Linked DNA regions of Mus musculus: all the other regions are linked to region 1. The links are chromatin contacts, called in public Hi-C and HiChIP or PLAC-seq maps. All regions are on one chromosome and are shown on one strand. Each heading gives the region's core, a stretch centred on a gene start, on an enhancer-like site or on the middle of the called end of the contact. The rest is flanking DNA. Distances are from core to core; before and after follow the strand shown. Region 1 overlaps Gm29683 (predicted gene, 29683). Region 2 has its middle 75 kb from the start of Gm23815. Region 3 has its middle 130 kb from the start of Gm35209. Region 4 has its middle 35 kb from the start of Gm35209. Region 5 has its middle 5.7 kb from the start of Gm35209.

The links. A called contact is a pair of places that touch in the nucleus more often than the background predicts. HiChIP or PLAC-seq counts read pairs in DNA pulled down with a chosen protein or histone mark.
Region 2: an H3K27ac HiChIP or PLAC-seq map of the NIH/3T3 cell line shows a contact between it and region 1, with 11 times the contacts expected there. The contact joins two enhancer-like sites. A contact is called at or near these places in 1 of 15 datasets of contacts at CTCF or cohesin (the NIH/3T3 cell line), 22 of 484 Hi-C or Micro-C datasets (the C2C12 cell line, MC3T3-E1-derived osteoblasts, adipose-derived mesenchymal stem cells and 10 more) and 17 of 115 datasets of contacts at active chromatin or transcription factors (the NIH/3T3 cell line, astrocytes, craniofacial prominence and 12 more).
Region 3: an H3K27ac HiChIP or PLAC-seq map of the NIH/3T3 cell line shows a contact between it and region 1, with 7 times the contacts expected there. The contact joins two enhancer-like sites. A contact is called at or near these places in 4 of 484 Hi-C or Micro-C datasets (adipose-derived mesenchymal stem cells, nephron progenitors and uterus), 4 of 115 datasets of contacts at active chromatin or transcription factors (the NIH/3T3 cell line, embryonic stem cells, kidney and 1 more) and 1 of 9 other capture datasets (embryonic stem cells).
Region 4: an H3K4me3 HiChIP or PLAC-seq map of craniofacial prominence shows a contact between it and region 1, with 3 times the contacts expected there. The contact joins two enhancer-like sites. A contact is called at or near these places in 1 of 15 datasets of contacts at CTCF or cohesin (the NIH/3T3 cell line), 1 of 484 Hi-C or Micro-C datasets (nephron progenitors), 7 of 115 datasets of contacts at active chromatin or transcription factors (the NIH/3T3 cell line, craniofacial prominence, embryonic brain and 4 more) and 1 of 9 other capture datasets (embryonic stem cells).
Region 5: a contact with region 1 is called in a Hi-C map of the C2C12 cell line, with 6 times the contacts expected there. The contact joins two enhancer-like sites. A contact is called at or near these places in 2 of 15 datasets of contacts at CTCF or cohesin (the NIH/3T3 cell line and stem cell-derived epiblast-like cells), 70 of 484 Hi-C or Micro-C datasets (the AML12 cell line, the C2C12 cell line, the MC3T3-E1 cell line and 34 more), 18 of 115 datasets of contacts at active chromatin or transcription factors (the NIH/3T3 cell line, PVALB interneurons, astrocytes and 15 more) and 1 of 9 other capture datasets (embryonic stem cells).

Annotation. Positions count from the first base shown.
Region 1 is chr7:70,330,591-70,333,177 of GRCm38.p6, forward strand. All of the region lies in intron 1 of Gm29683 (predicted gene, 29683), which reads right to left. Among named protein-coding and RNA genes, the nearest start is that of Gm29683, 5.9 kb to the right of the region's middle. Within about 2 kb of position 1,306, at least 109 of the 459 cell types and tissues checked have an H3K27ac peak or open chromatin away from gene starts, as enhancers often do. A contact at or near this core is called in the C2C12 cell line, the NIH/3T3 cell line and craniofacial prominence, where this site is marked.
Region 2 is chr7:69,572,694-69,575,280 of GRCm38.p6, forward strand. No RefSeq gene overlaps it. Among named protein-coding and RNA genes, the nearest start is that of Gm23815, 75 kb to the left of the region's middle. Within about 2 kb of position 1,313, at least 15 of the 459 cell types and tissues checked have an H3K27ac peak or open chromatin away from gene starts, as enhancers often do. A contact at or near this core is called in the C2C12 cell line and the NIH/3T3 cell line, where this site is marked.
Region 3 is chr7:69,669,136-69,671,722 of GRCm38.p6, forward strand. No RefSeq gene overlaps it. Among named protein-coding and RNA genes, the nearest start is that of Gm35209, 130 kb to the right of the region's middle. Within about 2 kb of position 1,311, at least 5 of the 459 cell types and tissues checked have an H3K27ac peak or open chromatin away from gene starts, as enhancers often do. A contact at or near this core is called in the NIH/3T3 cell line, where this site is marked.
Region 4 is chr7:69,765,381-69,767,967 of GRCm38.p6, forward strand. No RefSeq gene overlaps it. Among named protein-coding and RNA genes, the nearest start is that of Gm35209, 35 kb to the right of the region's middle. Within about 2 kb of position 1,276, at least 1 of the 459 cell types and tissues checked has an H3K27ac peak or open chromatin away from gene starts, as enhancers often do. A contact at or near this core is called in craniofacial prominence, where this site is marked.
Region 5 is chr7:69,806,106-69,808,692 of GRCm38.p6, forward strand. No RefSeq gene overlaps it. Among named protein-coding and RNA genes, the nearest start is that of Gm35209, 5.7 kb to the left of the region's middle. Within about 2 kb of position 1,301, at least 4 of the 459 cell types and tissues checked have an H3K27ac peak or open chromatin away from gene starts, as enhancers often do. A contact at or near this core is called in the C2C12 cell line, where this site is marked.

The DNA.
Region 1 (2,587 bases), core at 56-2,555:
GAGAGAGAGAGAGAGAGAGAGAGAGAGAGAGAGAGAGAGAGAGAGAAGAGAAGAGGAGAGATCGCGGGTGGAGGGTAGAGAATAACGTCAAGACAGAAATCTAGAGACTGAGCTGGCTCCTTGAAAATGCTCACTCGGTTACCCTTTACCCGCTTTGGGCCCTGCCACCTCCTGGACCCTCACTCGAGCCTTTGGCATCTCGGATTGGCCTCCCCCTCGGGCACAAACAACACCAGCGCCATCCGGGCCCCTCGGCGTCGGCTCCCTGCCTAAGTCTCAGGACCTGAAGCTTAGTGCCCAGATGCAAAGAGCAAGGAGTTGGGGGTGGGGGTGGGGTAGGAACAAGCCTCGTGGAGGAAGAGTGGGTGGGTAGGAGAGTTGTTAAGGGAAAGGAGCAAAGAGGGCGGAGTGGGAGGGGTGGAACGGGAATACTGACACCTGGAAGGCATTGTCTTTGCTAGAGACACCTGTCAATCTCTGCTCAGGGGTCTTGAGGCCAGGGGCGGGGAGGCCGCCGTTCTCCTTGGTGATGTCATCTAGGAGTCTCGTCCCTAAGGAGGGTGGGAATGGCTCCGAGGGCGCAGAGCCCAGAGGGCTTAGAGAAGCGTGGGGGAGGAAAAGAGAAAATAAACAGAAGTAGCTCTCTCGGCTGGCAATTTACATGGAAATCAATAATCCAACTTTAATGTTATTTTTAATCTTCCCTGACCGTCTTGCCTTTTCACTAGGGGAGAGGGGATGAGGTTACAACAGCCCATCCCTCTACCCACACAATCGCTGGGGAAGTCTTGTTATCTCAAATCCCGGTGCAACCAACCCTTCCCCCAGATCCACACCCCGCCCCCCTTTTCTGCGGGTCGTTCCAAACGCTGCCTTCAGGCTTGAGAAGGAAACACTTTGGGACGAGTTTTGAAAGTCTTCCGATACTGCACCGGGTGAAGGGGGAGTTAATTAACGCCAGGCATGCTCAGCGAGTGGGAGAGGGGGCCTCGGCGTGGGTGGGCGGGCCAGGTCGACTGCAGAGGTGCGCGCAGTGCGGGAGGCGCGGGATCTGGAGGCCCGAACTTGCGGGCCTTTGCTGGCAGGAGGTGATCGGAGGTGGCTCGGGCAGGGAGCGCGGAGATGCCCCCAAGGAGTCCCCCCGTTAATCCTGGGGAATTCTGATCTCCCACCTACTGGGCCCCCACTCCCAACCCACCGTGTGCTACAGAACTCTCATTCTTTTCGGCCGGAGCTAATTAGCAGCCTGCCAGCGGCCTGATTTATGGAAACGCTCGGGCGGGCGGAGACGCACCGCTAGCGGAGCTCTGGCTGCCTCCGGGCGGAGCGAAGGAGGAGTCTCCACCGACCTCCTCCGACGAATTTCCCTCCTCCCTGCCAGGGGGAAAAAAAGAAGAAGAAGAAGTTGCTGTTTCATCGCTTCGACCTGGCTGGTCCAGGAGCCTACCCCCTCGCCCTAACCACCTTAACCTAGGACGCGGGGATGTTTAGGTTCCTGTGGGCAAGGCAGGGACTGTGGCCCAGTAGCAGCATCCCGCAAGTGTTGAGGCCACCAGGTTCCAGCTCCGGCTAGAATCGGAGCCTTCCAGCCCTGGGATCTCAGCTCAAGGTCCCCAGTGAAGGGACGTCGGATCTAAAGGCTCTTAGGGAGCCGCAGTAGGACCAAATCAGATCTCTAGGCAGGAAGGAGAGATGGGCGACTGCAAAGGGACAGACTCAGATGTCTTTGTCTGGATCCTAGAGGCCGCCGCCGGCCGTGTTCCTTTCCACTTTCTAGTTATTTTCTTTTTGGTGTTCTCCAGTGAGGTCCTCTCTTCGGTTCAAGCGAGTGTCCAGCGAAAGGCCATTCATTATTAGAAGCATTTAGCCAGGCGTTTATCCAAAGAAACAGTGCAAACCTGATGTTTGCCTTCCTGGGTTGTTGTGGGTGACCCAGGAGGAAGGGGGAAGTAGATCCCCCCCTTTACCCCGCGGACCCCAGTAGCGAGGGTGGAAGGAGGGGCCGGTGAAGGACAGAGGAATCTCAGCATGGACCTGTTGCTGGCGCTTAAGCAGCCCTTCTGCTCCTCAGAAAAGCACTGTTTGCCAGTGTTTCTCCAAGATGCACCAGAGGGACGCGACCGTGAGAGCATCTGTGCCTGCTAGAAGCATTTGGAAGGGACAAAACAGGCAGACCCAGAGGCCAGAGGCTTAGGCAGCCTCTCTGGCTCAGGGTTGAACTGGAAACTGGGCAGCGCAGGTGTGAAAAGTGGTAGGGGCAGAAGTCTCTGGCAAGATTGCCCGGTTCCTTAAGCTCGTTTCTCTCTCAAACCCTATCCCAGCACTCCAGGCCTTTCTGTGACTGAAAAGGAAGTGGTTGAGAACTGATTGTCTCTACAAGCTCAGTGTAAACTTTAAAATACCACCCCGTTCTGCCCTTTTCAGAAGTCGTTTTTTGATCTTCTGGCTGGTACAAGAGCAGCGCCAGCAACCTTCACCTCAAACCTGCAGACACCTGTCATTTCCTACCTATAGGGCTCGGATCCTCTCTCCTTGTGGAGACCAGTCTGTGTCATAGAGAGCATGAAGCTTCCTCTTGGGCCGAGAA
Region 2 (2,587 bases), core at 63-2,562, 760 kb before region 1:
CCAAAGAGAGCTGAATTCCCCATGCATTTGACCATCTGCGAATTTTAAACCTTCTGTGACACATTTACAAGTCCAGTGTTTTTTGTCCCCAAAGCCCACTCTTTCTGCTTGAAGTGGGCAGGCAAGCTGCACACACGGCCTGGCAGAGCCCGGGTTCACTGTAGCTATGGGAAAACTGCCTGCAAAAACACTTAGGGAAAAAACATTGCATCCAATCTCGAAAATTAGTATTAACTTCAGATGTTCAGATTTGAGTAGGGAAGGCTCTGGTCGACGAAAGACAGGGTCCAGTTATCTCACAGAATAACACAGTTGTAAATCTGAATAAAATTAAAAAGAGATCAAACCCTGTAGACAAATGCTTTGGCTAAATGCCCTCTCTTGTGATCTGAATACCAACTACTGTGTTGTATAGTCATTTATAAAGGGGCTTGGAGGTAGGCAATAGTGTGGGGGGGGAGGGTCATTAATTTCAGCCCACCCAGAAAGGTGTTAACTATGCCCCATCCTTCTGGCTAGATGATAATGAAGCCGCCTCTTTTGTGCCTCCCCAGAGGAGGCATATATACTGTATTACTCTACAACACTGTTAGTACAGTGTGATTGCAGTGAATCAAATCTTGTTTATCCTAAGGATGGGGTGGGCTTGCCCAGCTAGGGGTTTTATTTTTAATTGGGGTTCACAGCAGACTGAACAACCTCTTAGTTGAAAATTCTGGATAGCTCTGGGGGCACATTTGGTTAACCCTCTCCCTGCTGATGCCTACCACCCTTCCCAGGGATTGCTGAATTTCATCCACAAAACGCGTTTGATCCCACAAAAGACATACTAAAATATATCTTTCTGAAGAACCTATATAATTTGAAGGAGACTCCCAGAGTAAACATTGGGATTTACTTTCGTGACTCTGGGCTAAAAACGTATTGTTATTCTCCACTAAATATTTTCCAGATTCATTTTGCACATTGAGATTTGGGGTCCTGAAGATGTTTCAAATGACTCATGTAGAACATGAGGACATTAGTTAATGAAGCAAAGACTAAGTTCTGCCAGTACATGTTGGCTGGCGACATGTGGTTTCTGTTCTGGTGACATCCATGCAGTTACAGGAGAAAGAGAAGACTGTGCCATGGATTTTTAATCTGGTAGTTGCTAGGACGGCATCATTTAGAACTCTAAGGTACTGTTTATTTTCTGCCTGAAGTGGGCAGCCAAGCTGCACACATAACCTGGCAGAGCCCATTAGGGGCAGCATCACAGGGAGGACTCTGTGCTTTGTAGTGACTTCTGGTACGCCCATGGTGGGTTTCAAAGCCTCTTCACAGAGTGACTCATGGGTGGTAGGCTTCAGTGTCTCTTTATTCACTGACTCATGGGTGATGTACCAGCGTGGGAAGAACAAAGGTTTTGAAATCAGAGTCGGTTCAACTTTTTCCCGAAACTCAGTGTGATTATAAAATTAAAAAAGAAATATAAGGCTGGGATAATAGAACAGTTAATCAAGTGTTTCCATTGCCCCAAAGGGGTTGTGTGTTCTGTTGCCCAGTACCTGGGTGCCACATACTTATAATTCCAGTGCTGCAAGGCAGAAGCCAGAAGATTTCTGAAGCTTGTGGGCCAGAGAAAACTAGCCTACTGATTTTCTTTCTCAGAGGCAAGATTCACACCACTGAGCAACCCTGTCTAAAAAATACATGCCCCACCTAATCACAGCCACATAGGCACACACACACACACACACACACACACACACACACACACACAGAGAGAGAGAGAGAGAGAGAGAGAGAGAGAGAGAGAGAGAGAGAGAGAGCAAGAGAGAGAGAATCCAAAGGGACATAAGTTTTGTCAGCACTTAGTAGCATATCAAATAAAAATTGAACAGGAATTTCCTGGCAACTTGCAAGTATACAGTTCATATATTTCTTGTAGCCCTCACTCATGAACACAACATCTAAGTCTTACCGTTTCTTTATATGTATATATTTTGGAGGAAGAGATGTCACAGATTTATCTCTGATACCTTCTGATGAAGAGCTCAATGAATGTTCATTGAACAAGTGCCAGTAGCCCAAATAGAGTCTAAGTAATGTTTCATTAGAAAGCAAACTTGGCCAGAATAGACTCTATCCTATGAGTAATGATTAAAGAGGATTCAAGGATGGTCATTTGTTATCAAAATGCAATATAACATGCTGGCTCCAGGGTTCAGAGGGTAAAGTGACTAAGAGGAGATAGAACTATTTGCCATGATGGAAATACAGTTAGTTTGGGAGGATGAAGTAAGTGACCCAAGGTTTAAATGGGACCACAACCAACAAGTAGGTTTTCCCTGGAGCAGAAAAACAGGAAAAGATTTTTGTATTGGGTTCAATGGTTAAAATAAACGTGACATAGAAAGATGCATGTGTGCACTGTGGAAAAGCATGTTTTAAGTACAGACACTTGTCACTTTCTGCAGCTCAGAAAGGAAGCGATTATGAATGATACCCCCCCAAAGAGACAACTGACAAACAGAAATTCATAATAATTTCATATACTAAAGTAGGTTTGGAAATAGGGTACCTTACATATAGAACTTACGCT
Region 3 (2,587 bases), core at 61-2,560, 660 kb before region 1:
GAATCTTTAATATCAATTATTCCTGAGTTAGAAGTGAGCCAAGAAGGTTGGTGAGCCTACATAAAGGCCAGGTACCCCAAAATCCTCTTAAAGAGAATAGAAATGGAAGAAACTCAGTTGTGGAATTATAGTGCACAGAATTCCATGAAAACAGGAGATAGATTGGGGTTGGAGGCTGCTGTTCTCAATATACCACTGTAAGGTGTCTTCCCAGCAAAATTCAAGATTGTGTTTGCCACCATTGTTTTTGCCCTTCTGAGAGGTATTTATTGTGGTCATTACATACTCATGATTTCGTCTCTACAGTACATGTAAGGATTCAGGGTAGTAATATTTAAGTCTTCCCTCCAAGAAAGAGATTATTACATGAGACCTTAACTCATTGAATAGGCCTTTGTCTTGACTCTTACAAGATGAAAAAGATTGTCTTGTACAGGATTATGGAGCTGGAGTTTGCTCCTAAGGAGGGCACATGTGTGGTTGTTACTCCGACTTTCAGATCCATTTCCCATCCTTCCAGCCCAGACAAGGTTACTTTTTTCTTCCTTCTTGAAACTGCTAAGAAAATGTAAGTCTTTAACAGACAGTGCTCAACTGATTAATTATTGGTGTGTTTATTTTTGGATATGATATCCCCATAATATTTAAATACTTCAGGGAATAGGTAACATAGAACAAAAAAAAAGCCTATTAGCTATTAGCATAACTATTCATACTGAATGACAAATTATTGGTTTCAGTTAAAATGTTTGCTACTATGCTACTACCTAGTTCATTTGGACAGCTACACTGTTCTCACGTAACATACAGTAACTCAGAGCAAACAACTTATTAGGAGCCACTGTCTGGGCTCTATATTTGTTTTGTTTTGTTTTTCCTATTAGACTATCAGTGATATCTGTTGATCTAGAAAATGTCCTATTGTGAAATTTGAGCAAAAGACAAAATTTGTGTTATCTAAGCCTGTGGAGACAACACTTGTTTGTTTACCAACTTCTCATACAGTCTAAACCAGACAAATGAAATGTATTGATCTAATGCTCTGTTCAACAGATAGTAATACAGAGACTCTACTGTGGCTACAGTGGCAGTGGCATATGTTTTTGTTTTTTTTCCTTAGACAAATGCTGATAAAGGTAACCAGGATGCTTGTTGTCAATGGCTACAGTGACTCAGCAGAAATTGTTACAGTTTCCTCATAGCATTTGTTTCATGGAGATGACAAAGCACTGTTGTAATTTGTTCTGAACATTTTTTTGAGCTTGATTCAATGGCTGTCTCAGATATTCTGCAAGCAGCCCAGCATATTTGCAAGGATCTCTACAATGTTTGAACAACTCACTTTGCCAATTACTGCTAGCAATGGAGAGGTCTGACTAAGACAGACTGACGTGGATATTATTTCCTGATGCTGGTGGTTTTGAGATGGTATGAATGAATGAGACAAATGCTCCTTTGAATTCTGAAAAGTTCATTTGAAACTAAGCATAATATACAATTGCTTGAAAGGAAAAAATTAAAAATTGTATACCAAAAGATCTTTGAATTGTCATATATCCCAAAGATTCAAAACTAATATTTTAGCTGAAGAAATTGCTTAAGAATATTTTTATGTGCACTAAAGTAGTCAACCCTGGTGTTGCAGTTATACCATGGAGAAGCTAGCAAAAAGCTAAAATCAGTGTTTACAAAGGTATTAACTATGAATGATGAGAAAAAAAATTTTTTCATTTGCTTTATCATAAGAGAAGGAATAGCTGAGAGAAAAAATAATTTGAATCTTCTTAGTGCCTATTGGATGAGCTAGAACTCTGGTTACTGATTCCACTGCCATAGAAACCATAGGTGTTTGTCATCAACCTTCTGAAGAGAAACCATAACCATTGTTTTCTAGTGATGACTTTTTTCTAGTGATGTTTCAAAAATGATAGCAGTAGTATTTCCTATTATATAAGGACATGTTAACCCATCACTCATTCACTGAGTCAAGTCTATGACTCTTTTCTTAAACCTGCTTCTACCTTGACTAAGTAAGTGAGATTGTGGCTGTGTACAAGTTTGTTAGCTATAAATCCAAAAATAAAGAGAGGCCATAATCCTATGTGAAACTAAGGGTAGCCACTACTTGTACTTCAAGGAAAAAAAAAAACGAAAAAGATTGTTGAATAAGATTTTTTATTAAATTAAAACAAAACAAAACAAAACAAACTTACTTAACTCTCAATGGAACCTAGTAAGTATTCTATTTTTTACAGAACAAAGAAGAGTTAGTAGGACTAGTTGACTTATTATGGCAAAATGAGTCCACAGTGGGCATCAACATTTGAAACAATGGTCACCATGTTCCCAAAGTTCTTACACAAAAGTACCAACTAAGCTAACAAAAGAATGCAAAGATACATAATACAATCAGTACTGTTGTAAGCTCTCGGAATGCAAATATCTAGTGTTCAAAGTTGTTGTTTTCTATGACTAACCTAGATGGATGTTGGTGAGATAAGTCCATTATTATTTCTCAGCTCTAGAGAAATAATGGTTCAGAGATTCTTATTTCACTCCTATACACGTTTATAAAATAGCTCATGTA
Region 4 (2,587 bases), core at 26-2,525, 570 kb before region 1:
GACTCAGTGAATGTAAGTCACTAAAGAAAGCAAAGATGTTCTCACGCCTATGCGACACCTCGAATGTGAATGGGATCTTGATTTCTCAGTGCCTCTTCTGGGTTGAACAAATGAGCCTAAGGAGACCCTGCAATTCACAAGCTGCTCCTTGGTTTTGCTTGTTTGTTCGTTTGTTTGCTTTTGCTTGTGTTTTGTTTTAATACTTCAAGTGTGTTGACTCATGGAGAAAGATAGAGGTACACAACAGAAAAGCGTGGGCTAACTGAGAACAGGAGTGAGGACATGATCTTGAAGGTTCCAGCTTTTCTCTACCCTACTGAGCCCTATGGCTTGACTCCTTTGTTAACTTGCTCGCCTACTTGTTGATTGATAAGAAAGAGAGGGAAACATATAAAGAAGAGAAATACTTATTATCACGGCTTTATGCTTTGTTTACCATGAATGTGTGTTGTCTCACATGCCACGTTTTTTTAAGCTACATCCTCTGTGGACACATTTACATGGTCAAAGAGAATGAGAGGCCCCTGCTTGAGAGAGGAAGCACAACTTGTTTGCATATCATTCTCTTCAATGCCTGTGGGCCTATGCAAATGATAAAAGGAGTCCATGCATCCATATGTTTCCAATTTTTGCCCGTGTTGTCTTAAAAGCACCAAATTAGAGTCATTTCTCCTCTTTTGAAATGGCCCACCCTAAGAAGAATGAGAAAGAACAGAATAGAAAAATCTTAATAACGCAGGAGCAGAGCCAGCGCTTGGGTGCAAGCTAGCTATTGTGGCCAGTCTCGGTGGTACACACCCCACAGAAAGGCCTGCAGCCTGCCAAGCTGCTTCTCTAGGAGCAGATTGGCTAGAGAACACGGGGGAGCCAGGAAGCATCTCCGTTTCCTTTCTCCTCCTCTTGAGGTGACCATTTCCCCAAGGCCTGGCTACCAGGGAAATTTGCCATCTTGAAATAAAAAGCACCTAGACCTGGCTGATATTTTTACCAACCTGAATTTCCAAAATGAGTTCTTTGGGAAGATAAAGACCAAATAAAGCAGGCAGTCACCTTTGAAATTTCTTTCTTCGCTATGGTTTGTAAAGTAGGTTACAGAAAGCACCGGTGAAAGAAGCTGAGTTTAGTCTAACAACGGAGACTGCTTTGGGATTGGATCGGGTCCACACTGGAGCATGATATTTGCAACACCTGTCAGTAATTTAATCTCAGATCCTTTCTTTCCTCAGCATCCATCTCAGAGACTCTGGCCGCTCACATGTCAGCCATGGTGAACACTGTCCTGGGTGCTGAAGTTTCATAGCCTTGGTTCTGTTTTTAAATGAACTACTTATCCTGTGTGCAGAAGCTTGGGGTAGAGTATTCTCTCCAAAAACAAAAACAAAAAACAAACAAACAAACAAACAAAACAACAACAACAACAAAAAAAAACAGAGTGGGGTGCATACATTTTCCCAACTAGGATTTACAGAGGAGGTTAAAAATTTCGTAGCTTAGACATGAAGAGTGAGAAGGCATCATGAGACAAAGATTTAAGGAGGGCAGAGGAGGAGATGAGAAGACACCAACCAGAATAAAAAGAAGGAATTATTCCAGAGCAGTGTTGCTAAACTTAAGGTCACCGGGCATGTGTCCCTCAAATATATGGCAATTTGAGGAATGTTTTGTTTCTTTCAATAGGGATGAATAGATGGGTTAGATGTTTCCAAAAATCAAACAACACACAGGACTTTCTCACAACAGAGACTAATTCTCGAAACTAAATTTTGAGAAGCCCTGGGCTAGAAATAAGTCTTCAGGAAGGCTCTATTCACAGCCCTGACCATTTATACCAAGCGTGTATTCTTAGGTTCTCAAAGGAGTTACAGTGTGACTTCCCTGTGACATGACATGAGGTATTCATCTCACATTTTTTTTAGAAGCCAAAGAGGTAAAAAAGAGAGGGATATTAAAACAAATATTACTGACATGTCATCAAAATCCCATATGCTGGTGTCTTCACTATCTTGGAATTGTTGGTCATTGTTTCCTCTCGCTTCTTCTCACTCCGTGGGCTGCCTTGATTTCAATCATTGCTTTCTGAGAAATACATCCAAGATACACTGGACACTTTATCAAAACAAAACAAAAACCAAAAAACCAAAAAAAACAAAAAAACAAAAAAAAAACAGATTACTAGAACTGATAAAAGCACAATTATCCAAATAAGGTGAATTGAGATAAAGATCCTTGGATTTTATTTGAAAGCTCTGATCATTTTGGTCATATTATCTGCATTCAGATATTGACAAATGGGTCCAGGTTTATACCTCCACTTATGTCCTGTTACTATACGGAGGAAAGTGTGTCATCAGGATTCTGACTGCCATTAAGAACAGTATGTGGGAAGTGCTGATAGTGAAGCCAGTGACTTGTCAGGTCTGGGTGTTACATGTGATGTAAAAATCCTCCTTTCATATATGCTATCTTGACAATCCATACAAGCCTTAAACAAAAGAAAACAAATCAGTTTTGGAAAATCTTCTTACAAAGCGAGTATTTAATAGCCTAGGCATATATTTGGTTAATGTAATCTAGTATATGCATAGGC
Region 5 (2,587 bases), core at 51-2,550, 520 kb before region 1:
CAGATGCACACACACACACAAACACACTTACACACATGCACACACATATACAGATACACACACAAACACACACATACACCAACACACACACAAACACACACGTACACACTAGGTAGATACATACAACCACACAAAACTATTGTCACTGGAATTAACAGATGCAGAGTGGAAATACAGATTTTAATTTTCTCCTGGAAGATTAAAACTTCTGTCCCCAAACTACAGTCATACTTGATGAAATTAGCAATATTTGTATGTCTGACAATTTATTTGCATGTGTGTGTGTGTGTGTTTCTCCACATACCATGGCCATAATTACCAATTAACCTACTGCTTTCTACAGATCTATGGAGAAATAATCACTGCACCTGTGTCCAGCTTGTATTTCTTCTTGTCTTCTGTATTGATAAGGCAAAAAAAAAAATGGACAGTTATCATAAAAACTGCAGCTCTGGTCTCCCCTTCTATTTTTTTTTCTTCCTTAGCATTCAGCTAAAAATTGAAATGCTTTCAATGCTTAGAGAAGACGGAGCAATAATTCCCATTTTTTGTGACATGGAAACTGAGGCTTTGTGTCTAGCTGACTTTCTGTATTCTCTGTAACCCCCGTAATTGTACAGCCTTAAGGACTGTCATCAGATGCTTGTGTGCCACCCATGCCAGACTTAAGGCCGGAGAGCTTGAGTCTTGGTTATGGGGCAACTGGAGGACTGTGAGACCTCACGTACTGACACTAATCTATATTTTAAATAATATTCATTTTTAAAATTTACTTTCTGATTTATAATTTTAACCTCAATCCCCGTTTTCACAAATGCTTATTTGTTATTTAGTGATTAACATTTCCCTATTGTAATTTATTTAAATTCATATCTCAAATAACATAACTAAGAGAAGCAAATTTCATTTAGGCTAAAAATAACATGTGAATAAACAATTACCACAGTGTAATACACCACTGCACAAAATTGTCCACAAAATTACCTAGACATATTTTTATAGAAAAAAAAATAGGCTGTGAGGAGGAATTTGAGTTTAAAATCACTGGGTATTCAGCCAAGTTTAAAAGATAAACCCCTTTGTTGTTGTTTTTCCTGAGTGATCCCACACGGGAGGCCTGCAGATGCCATATTTCAAATCATAGGAAATTACAGCCTAGCAAACTCTCTCTCCCTGTGGGTGCAAATAAAATTTCCTAAAGGCTCTGGAGAGTCCCCAGGCAGAGAAGGAGCCATATCTGCTCTAGAGAGGAAATCACGGTCTGTCGCCAAGGGCGTGGACGCCACGCCCTGCATGCTCTTCCAGAGTGGCTGCACGGTTTCCTAAATGAGGGCACTGCAGCCTGCTGCAGGGCTGCTGTGGAACCTTGACCTCAGCCTGTTCCACAAACAGGCAAAAAGCCCAAACTCCGAATCCGAACCCACTTCCTCCTCCCACTCCACTTGTGACCTCCTTATCTATGGCAGATGGGAACAAACCACTTTATTTTCATTGTTCATAAATATTTTCAGTTTGAATCATCTTACTGTGTATCTGCCATACTTACTGATTGTTTTTAACTATGGCTATCTACATTTTTCTTGTACAGACCAAATGCCTAAACAGTAATATTTTTCTTCCTTTTCTTTATCTTTTTAATGTTGTTTATTTCTGTTCTGAAAGTCCTCTGTACAAAATGTCTCTAATTTATTCAGGCTGCAGGACCACAGTGATATTTTCTATTTGACATGAGATAAAGTCAGTTTTATTTCCGTCAAATATAATTTAGACTCCACCAGCATTCCGTATCTATGTCACAAATTAAGTCATAGAACACTTTGCAATGTGGAGGGAAAAAAGATATTTTACAAGGACAGATAGACACAACATGGAAGGAACCTTTGAGACAAAAGAAATATAATAGACACTCCAGTCTTGAGCGTTGATTTCTATTTATTATTAAAACTTATCAAGACACAAAGGCTGGATGCACACACGTTACCCTAGAAGTATATGATTGAAAACAATGCTGCCTACATCACTTCCTCTATAAAAATACGTTTAAACTTTCTTTACTGAAATTAAACTTGGTATTCATTTTAAAAGGACTTTGAAGCGTGTGGGGGTGGGGCGGGAGGAGGCGATTGGAGCTTGGGTTTTTGTATCTGTCTTTTGTTTTGTGGGGTTTGTTTTCGTACTCCCCCCTCCATTCTTAATTCGTCAGTTTTAAAATGTCCCAGACTTCAGTTTGTAGCTGCCTCTTTGACAACCCAGAATCCCAGTAAAGTGATGAAGTTGAGTTTGCCTAAACTTCCCCGTGGGCAGGGGAGAGCTGTGCGCAGGACCACTTTTATCAACCAAAGCTAGGCTGACTTTGAAAATTCCTCCTGAGGAACAGCCATCAGCGGACCCCTCTCACATTCATCTAATTTCCAAGCCTTGATGTGACATATGAAATAGGGAGAAAAGTGACAACAAAAATCAATGTGTCTAAATAGTCTTGCTTCGAAGCATACCTGCCACTGGCTTAACTCAGAAATTGGGTGGGATATTAGATCTGATATCTCTTTTGTTGCTTTTTCTTTTCTTTTTCTTTCTTTTCTTTTTT